Linked DNA regions of Zea mays: all the other regions are linked to region 2. A link is a contact called in public Hi-C data. All regions are on one chromosome and are shown on one strand. The core of a region is the stretch at or near the end of the contact, and the rest is flanking DNA. Distances in the headings are between cores, read along the strand shown. Region 1 holds the start of LOC100193792. Region 2 holds the start of LOC103632676. Region 3 holds the start of LOC100274470.

The links. Hi-C and Micro-C count contacts between places; a contact is called where the count stands out from the background.
Region 1: a contact with region 2 is called in a Hi-C map of leaf, with 4 times the contacts expected there. The contact joins the promoter of LOC100193792 here to the promoter of LOC103632676 in region 2. A contact is called at or near these places in 4 of 25 Hi-C or Micro-C datasets (ear, endosperm, leaf and 1 more).
Region 3: a contact with region 2 is called in a Hi-C map of leaf, with 4 times the contacts expected there. The contact joins the promoter of LOC100274470 here to the promoter of LOC103632676 in region 2. A contact is called at or near these places in 4 of 25 Hi-C or Micro-C datasets (ear, endosperm, leaf and 1 more).

What each region holds. Positions count from the first base shown.
Region 1 is chr7:106,960,233-106,962,932 of Zm-B73-REFERENCE-NAM-5.0, reverse strand. LOC100193792 reads left to right here and starts at 1,447. Exons shown (of 2, transcript NM_001138877.1): 1 at 1,447-2,275. The coding sequence starts at 1,523. The coding sequence ends at 2,272.
Region 2 is chr7:106,823,050-106,825,749 of Zm-B73-REFERENCE-NAM-5.0, reverse strand. It overlaps LOC103632676, which reads left to right and starts at 1,432. Exons shown (of 3, transcript XM_008654424.1): 1 at 1,432-1,607. It also overlaps the pseudogene LOC103632675.
Region 3 is chr7:106,658,073-106,660,772 of Zm-B73-REFERENCE-NAM-5.0, reverse strand. LOC100274470 reads left to right here and starts at 1,268. Exons shown (of 7, transcript NM_001148829.1): 1 at 1,268-1,716. The coding sequence starts at 1,331.

The DNA.
Region 1 (2,700 bases), core at 198-2,697, 140 kb before region 2:
TTACCCAGTATGTCTCGCAAATGTTGTCATGGTGAAATAGAAAAACAGAAAGAGGCGCATGTGCATTGACTTTACCTGCCTAAACAAGGCCTGCCCTAAAGACGAGTTCCCACTCCCTCGCATCGACAAGATAGTCGACTCGGCAGCAGTCTGTGAAGTCATGTCCCTCCTTGATTGTTTCTTAGGCTACCACCAAATATCCCTCAGCGAAGAGGACAAGCTGAATGCTAGTTTCGTCACCCCTTCAGCACCTATTGTTTTGTGAGGATGCCCAAAGGCCTCAAAAACACCGGGTCCACTTTCTCCCGCCTCACGCAGTCTATAATACTCAAGGACCAGGTTGACAGAAACATCTTCACCTACGTCAACGACATTGTCGTCGCAATCAAAAGAAAAGCTGATCAGCTGTCAGACTTGGTAGAGACTTTCTCTAACATGAGAGAGGCCAGACTCTGGCTCAACCCAAAAAATGTATCTTCGGCATCCACAGGGGCTGAGTTCTGGGCTACATAGTATCAAGGAAAGCCATTGAGGTGAACCCTAATAAAATCAGGGCCATAGTAGAAATGCATCCGCCACATACAATGAAAGAGGTCCAAAAGCTAACCGACCACATCGCAGCTGTGAACAGATTCATCTCGAAGTCAGTCAAGCGAAGCCTATCATTTCTAAAGGTGATGCGAGGTGCCAAGGACTTCACATGGGTCCAGAAGCTACAATTTCCTACTATTTGTCTTGTCGCGCACCTGAGATCTCACTTGCTTTCTAAGTGTTTGGATCCACGTGATAGCGTGTCCGCTTGTGTCAGTGCCCAACAAGCACGTCTCAGTTCTCATCGTACGGATGGCTGTGACTACGAGACTTGCTCGATTACTCTGTTGACGTCGTTGAATTTGAAAAGTTGGGCCGCACGCGCACGTGCCACGCTAGCTGGGTCGACTCGGTCTGAGGAATTTTCGAGCTAAAAAAATCGGCTCGACTCGGCTGGTTGTAAGCTCATGAGCCTCGTCTCGCCGAGCTACACTGAATCTAAGCGAGCTGGCTCAGCCCGGGCTGTTATCTATAGCTATCTCTAGCAGCTTATCTATACCTATACTCATATTCAAACTCTACTATGCGAACAGTACAGTAAAACAATATTGTTTTGGTAAACTTTGAATAGAATCCTGCAAACGGCCTAAATATGGCTACGCGTTCCTAATCAAAATTGGGAACATGTCCATCAATTCCTTTGTGTTCAGCAGTTGGTCCCGTCGTTTACCACCAGTCCACCGCAACATGCCGCCCCACTTCTCAGTGACTCCCCACTGGACCGTAGTCCGCAGCAGAGGCAGAGCGAGGCCAAAGCGTGCACGGTACACCACTACACCGTGCACTACAGTGAGTCCGGAGCGGAGTCATCTACCCCCCGACTCGATTCGTGACGAGATCTCTCTCCTCCGAATTCCTCGATCGATTCGTGTCGAAAAACCCCAGCCCCTCCCCACCGCCCCCCCCCGTCGGAATCCCGAATCCATCCCCGATGGCGCAAGGCACCGTGCCCTCCGCAGCCGGGGCCGGCGGCGGCGGCTGCCCCTCGGCCCCCGCCGTCTCGACGACTCCTCCGGGCACGCCCCGGGCTGCCCCGCCTCCGCCATCTACCTTCGCGACCGGATTCTACTACGCCGTGGAGCTCTATTTCGACCCGGCGCTGGAGAACCAGGTGCTCAAAGCGTGGAACGCGCTGGCGCGGCGGCAGCTAGGCAGCCGCCTCATCGACGCTGCCGCCCGCCCGCACCTCCCGCTGCTCCACCTCCCCGCCGCCGCGCTCCCGCCTCCTGGCACCGGCGCGGGCGGGGATCCGCTCCTCCGCCTCGCACCCTCGCTCCGCGCGCTCGCGTCGCGCCTCGACCCGCTCGCGCTCGCGCTCTCCTCGCTCGCCGCGCTCCCAGCCTCCGCCTCCTCCTCCCCGCACGACAACGTTCTCTTCCTCGCGCCCACTCCAACCGCCGCGCTGCTCGGCCTCCATGCGCAGCTCTGCGAGCTGCTGCGGAAGGACGCTGGCGTCGAGGTCCCCGACGCGTTCCGGCCCGACCACTGGCTACCGCGGTGCGCCGTCGCCGTCGACGTGCCCCGCGGCCGCATGGCGGAGGCCTTCTGCGTGCTCCGAGAGCTCAAGCTGCTTCCCGTCTCCGGGTACGGGATGGACATCGCGCTCGTCGAGGTCGGGGCCACCGTTAGGGAGCTCGTGTCCTACCCGCTCGGCGGTGGCAGCAGCGCTGGAGCGGACTGAGAGGTGAGATAATCTTCTTGTTCTCGCTTCTCTGTGATCTATTTACATTTAGTGCTCTGTTTAAGTAGGAACTTCTAAACTTGATACTGATTCTTCGCCGATTTAGCAATTGACATGGTAGTGTGCGATCAACTAGGAGATTTATGGCGATTGTATTACAGTGGACTAATCAGGATGGAAGAATCCTTAGTGAAACAACCTGCTACTAGTTTCTTTTGTCTTACAGCGGTGATACCAAAATCTACTTCTAAATGCTTTACAAGAAGCTTTCCTTAACTCCTGCATTACATTTGTAGCTTGCAATGAATGATATTTACTGAGTTGCATAATTGTATATCACTTACTCACAGTCACCACTTTACTCTAATAGATACCGTGCCTAATGGCATTTGTTTTATGATATTATGAGGACATATGATATGTTTATA
Region 2 (2,700 bases), core at 183-2,682:
AACCAACTGACTAAATAATTAAAAATTCAATTAAATTACATACTCAAAAGATAATTGAAACATCAACTGATTATGCAGCTGAAAAAATAAATGATGCACCAACTAGAGAACCAGCTGGAAAAATAATAGAGATGACATCTAAAAATACAGATGAAGGACGATAAAAAATGCAATCAAAGAGACACCTAAATGGCAGTTGAGAACTAATTAAAGAGCTAGATGAAACTATGTCTGTTTCATCAGCTGGTCCAAATCAGGAGGAAAACACCTGAGGTTCACTTGCTGAAGGTCCTGTGATTTTGCATTTATGCTATTATCATCAGTGTTGGTCACTTGTTCTCAAATGCTGTGGATCAAGAACAAGGCAACAAAATTGTTAAACATTAAGGACCTTCGTCCTTCGAAACATTATCTTCTCTCGGATATAATGATCTTCAGACGAAGGTCATGAAGAAAACGTCTCCACAATTCATAAGAAATAAGAGGTTATGTTATACACACGAGATGTATTATCCATTCATATATTTATTCCTTGACAAATATATCAACATTATCAGATTTTATATTACATTGATACCTTCGACTTGTTCGAAGGCGATGACGCGAGAGCAATTACCATCCAGCGTGAACGGTACGGGAGTACTACGCTATTACATTTATGCCCTCAATAGTTATATACAGAGTTTACAAGATGTCATAAGGACAACATCACTATTTGTATTTAATAACTTGAGCAACACCTTCTCCTTGCATCATCTCATTGTTTCGTCGTGACGAAGCCTGCTTGATGAAGCGTGTTTCGTTGTACTTTCTTTTCGTTATGCTGAAGCCACGTTGTCTACCCGCTTCGCCATGATGAAGCCTGTTGGACAAAGCCTGCTTTGCTCCTCTTGTGTTGTACCGAAGTTTTTAAATGGTTAACTGTGTTTTTTAGGACCTTCATAAGAGTAAGACCCCAACAATCGGGTTTATTGTGAACTTAAATGCCCTCCTTTGAAAACGGGAATGTCATTAACTTTGGACGTTCAAAATGGTTCTGCTCTGAAATGGAAAAGTGAATACAGAGGACATAAAATTTTCTAGCTGTTAATTTTCACTCGTACCAATACGTATTTACAAAAATATGAGATATTAAAGTCGATAAAAATATATGTGTTCATTTTTATATAATCATTAGACACTATATTTTATCGAATAATTTATATACCGTCGTAATCCCGTGGTATAGTTAAATGGATAGGCCATTAACCTTGATTTCGTGAATAAATAGTCCTTGTTCTGAACTTGGGCCAGGCAAAACTAACGTGATGGCGGAGGCCTTCCAACACCACCACGCGGGTACTCAATACTCATTTCACTTCAAACAAATTTCGAAACCCTGCCTGCTTCGCTTTCGGCAGCCCACGCGGACTTGGGCCCGCTTGCCATCGATAGTTTCGTTACGCCTCTTTTAATCTCTCCGCTCCTTCGTATCCTCCCCTTCCAGTCTTCCACTCGTAAACCACTACCTGCGATCTCCGCACCCGCGCTCACCGGCTCACCGCTATCTACTCCGCATCCGCCGGCCGCCGGCGAGCCCCTCCTCCTCCACGATCCGTGCTTCCCCGGTAAGCCTCCCATTATTTTTTTGTTTGAACTTTGAGCCCGTGCATCCTCGCGTTACCCGCGAATCTGCTCCCACTGAACAACCCCCTGCGCCCACATCGGCGCGAGATGAAATCTGCCGCCAGGCTCCGCGCTGCGGCCGTGCCGCGAAGCCCGCGTTCTCTCCTCCTGTGCGGCTTCTACTCCGCCTCGCCCGCCGGACAGCTGGATCCGCGGCCCGATCCGGCCCCGGGCCCCGATCCGCGGCTCGTCGGCGCGCTCTGCCGTGTGCTCAGCAACTAACGCGGGCCGGGGCACGACCTCCGCGCCACGCCTCACGTCCGCAGCGGCGGCTGCCGCAACCTTCCCGTGCCCTCCCTCCGGTTCTTCCTCTTCGCCGCCGCGCTGCCGGGGTTCACCGTTCACACACCTTCTGGGCTCGCTTCTCATTCTCGCCGGTTCGCTTGCGGGGCGCGGCTCTTCCGCTTCTGCGCTCTCTGCTATCCGATATCCCGCGACGATGCCATCCGAGCTTTCTCCGCCATGGAGATTGGAGATGTTCGGTTTCCTACTTTCCTGCCGAGGGTCGCTGATCTCCATTCCCTGATCTTCATGTTATCGCATAATGGCCTGGTAGAGCGAGGCATTCTTTAGGCAGTCGCCATTTCAGTTTGATGTCTCGGCGAAAACCTAAACCATCCTGATCTCTGAGTGGGCTGTTGATGAGAATCTACAGAAGGCTCAGAAGCTGTTTGACGAAATAATTGGTGGTGTTTGGTTACTAGGACCAGGTAGTCGGTTAACCGAAGTTTTTCGGTTCGGTTCTTTCGGTTTTTTCAAAGTTTAGTTTCTGAAGAACATCAACCGAAATTCTATTTAAAAAAGGAAAAACCGAACCTTCGGTTAATCGTATAATTCGGTTTGTTTTCCGGTTTAACTGAAAAACCGAACTTAAATGGTTCATATGAATAAAAAATACATATGTACGGACCTGTGAGCAGAATGGCAATGACTAATATGCAAGCAGTTATTAGGTGCAAGCGTACAAGCAACCATCTTGGTTTGTTAGATTAGATCCAATTGTATGTGTAATCGTGGTTTGTTAGAGGCTTTTTT
Region 3 (2,700 bases), core at 19-2,518, 160 kb after region 2:
CAATGCCGGGTTTTAATATGCACATGACTTCTTCTATGATGGATGCTCGTAGTATACAAGAAGGATACACCAGTCTCTTATTTGGAGTTGATAAAGATGCTGCATCAGCTATTAGCCAATTACATTTTGATGGAGTGCTAGATAATGAAAATATATGACTTTACTCTTTGGTTTTTATTTTGTATAAGGACTCAAACATTCCATATTTTAGATGACAAGGTAAATTTCATGTTTATTCTATTTTTATATTTGTAACATTGCTGCTTTTCTTCGGCCAGAACTCTTTTTGTCATTTCATCAAACGCTTAGTGGCCTGAGATTCAGACATGGGGCAGGCCTCCTCGTTCCAGCTTCCCATCTTACAAATCTCGTCTAACAGCTACACGAACTCAACAGTCTATGGCAACATTGCAATCCAGCCGCACATCTCTCCCAACACCAAAGCGTCGAGCCGTGATCCTTTTTAGTCTTCACATCTCGAGCCGAGTCGAAGACAAGGTGGCGTTGCGCGTAGGTTTATATGTGTCTGTCCAGCTAATGCCTTGTTCGTTTCTGCCGGATTAGTGGGTCGAAACGATTCCTGACCGGATTGCTTCTCTAATTTATATAAACTTTGATTAGACCTTGTTCGTTTACGTCGGATTGCACCCGGAATCGTTCCAACTAATCAAAGTTTATATAAAATAGAGAAACAATCCGGCTAGGAATCGTTCCGCCCCACCAATCCGACACAAACGAACAAGGCCTTAGTTGGAACGATTCCGGGTGCAATCCGACAGAAACGAACAAGGCCTAAGGCCTTGTTCGTTTCTACCGGATTGGTGGGTCGGAATGATTCCGAACCGGATTGCTTCTCTAATTTATATAAACTTTGATTAGGTAGAACGATTCCGGGTGCAATCCGACACAAACGAACAAGGCCTAACCGATAAGATTATCACGCGTAACCAATCCAGACCGCTTCACTGTGATGTGTGTTGCGGCCAGTTCGCACGGAATTTTTTTCCCACGCCTAGGCCTGCGCCAGACCAACCCACCCGGCCACGCGCCACCTCAAAGGCCAACGACCAGCAAAAGCAGCAGACTCTCAATGGCACGCGAGCCCCACCTGCCACCTCCGATCCGTCGCCTCCACCAACCCCGCCTTATTCAAAAAATTTATTCGCCGAAACCCCTTGCCAATGCCACCTCGCCGCCTCCGCCCGACCCAGCAAAAAGGCACGACGACCTCTACCTCTACCTCGCCGCCACCGTCACCGTGGCCCGCCGCCATATAAGTAAACCCTCGCCTCGTCCTCCTCCCAGGCTCGCCACCCTCCGCCTCCGACACATGGCCCACCCGCACCTCGTGCTCCCCTCCCCGAAGTCCCTCCTCCCCGCCGCCGCAACTCCATCGCGCCGCGCCGTCGCCATCCGCGCGGCGATCTCCACCGCTTTGTCTCCGGCCAAGGCGGCAGCTGGAGCAGAGGCGGTGCGATCGATCCGCGCGCGGCAGATCGTGGACAGCCGCGGGAACCCCACCGTCGAGGTCGACCTCGTCGCCGGGGACGGACGCCTCCACCGCTCCGCGGTGCCCAGCGGGGCGTCCACGGGGATCTACGAGGCGCTGGAGCTCCGCGACGGTGACAAGGCCGTATACGGCGGGAAGGGCGTACTCCAAGCTGTGCGCAACATCAACGAGGTTATCGCGCCTAAGCTCATAGGCGTCGATGTGAGGTGAGCTGGATATCACTGTCTCGGATTGATTTCTGTTCGAATGATGGATCTGTCTGTTTGATCACCAGTGTGACTGCTGCAAAGTGGGTAGTTGGAAAACGTGGTGTGCGTGTGTCATTTGGCTGTGATCCATAGTTGAACTGCATCAGTTCATGGGGGTTTAGTGAGCTGATTAGTTTGACTCCTATCTGAAAATGATGCTTTGGATCTTCTCGTGACTACCCTAAAAGTTTGAAGTAAAATGTGGCTAAATTTGTGGGGGACATATCCTTTGCAATCACTCATTTGGTGCAATTGTGCATTCAAATCATTCAGAACATCTAATCTAGATTCAATGGTTTCATATGGAAGGGGTTACAAATGTAAAATAGTTACTAGGTTTTAACTAGAAGGGGTTAAATGTAAAATAGCAGACACCATTGGATTTTGATTGGATGCACTAGATCGCTTGATAAATAGCAGTCATCGTTAAATGTAAAATAGCAGTCACACTTGCACCAACATGATTAATTACACCGGACATGTTCCCAAATTTGTGGAAGTGCATATGTATGCCATACTTGGTTTATTTACATGTTGGGAACTTATTGGTTTTGTAGGTCATGGAGCAAACTTGTGTGTAGTTTGGTTATATAGGAATTAGGTGCTTTTGTACTTTTGATTGGCTGCTTGTAATATGCTTTTGTCCAGCTGCTGCTTCAGCAGCCTCATCTCGCAAATTTACTGTACTGACAGTCACCAACAGCTGCATTTACCAGCAGCCAAACGGACCCATAATATTTTTTGACAGAAAGCAACAAGGAGAACCCTAATGTCCTAAATAACTTGACATGCATTCCTGAACAACAGTTTTTACAGAAAGCAACAAGGAGAACTCTAATGTCCTAGGTAGCTTGATGTCAAGGTATGTCCGATGATAGATGTAGGATATTTTCCAGTATTTGGATTATTAAGGGTTTGCAGTTTGCTCACTGTGTAGGGTGG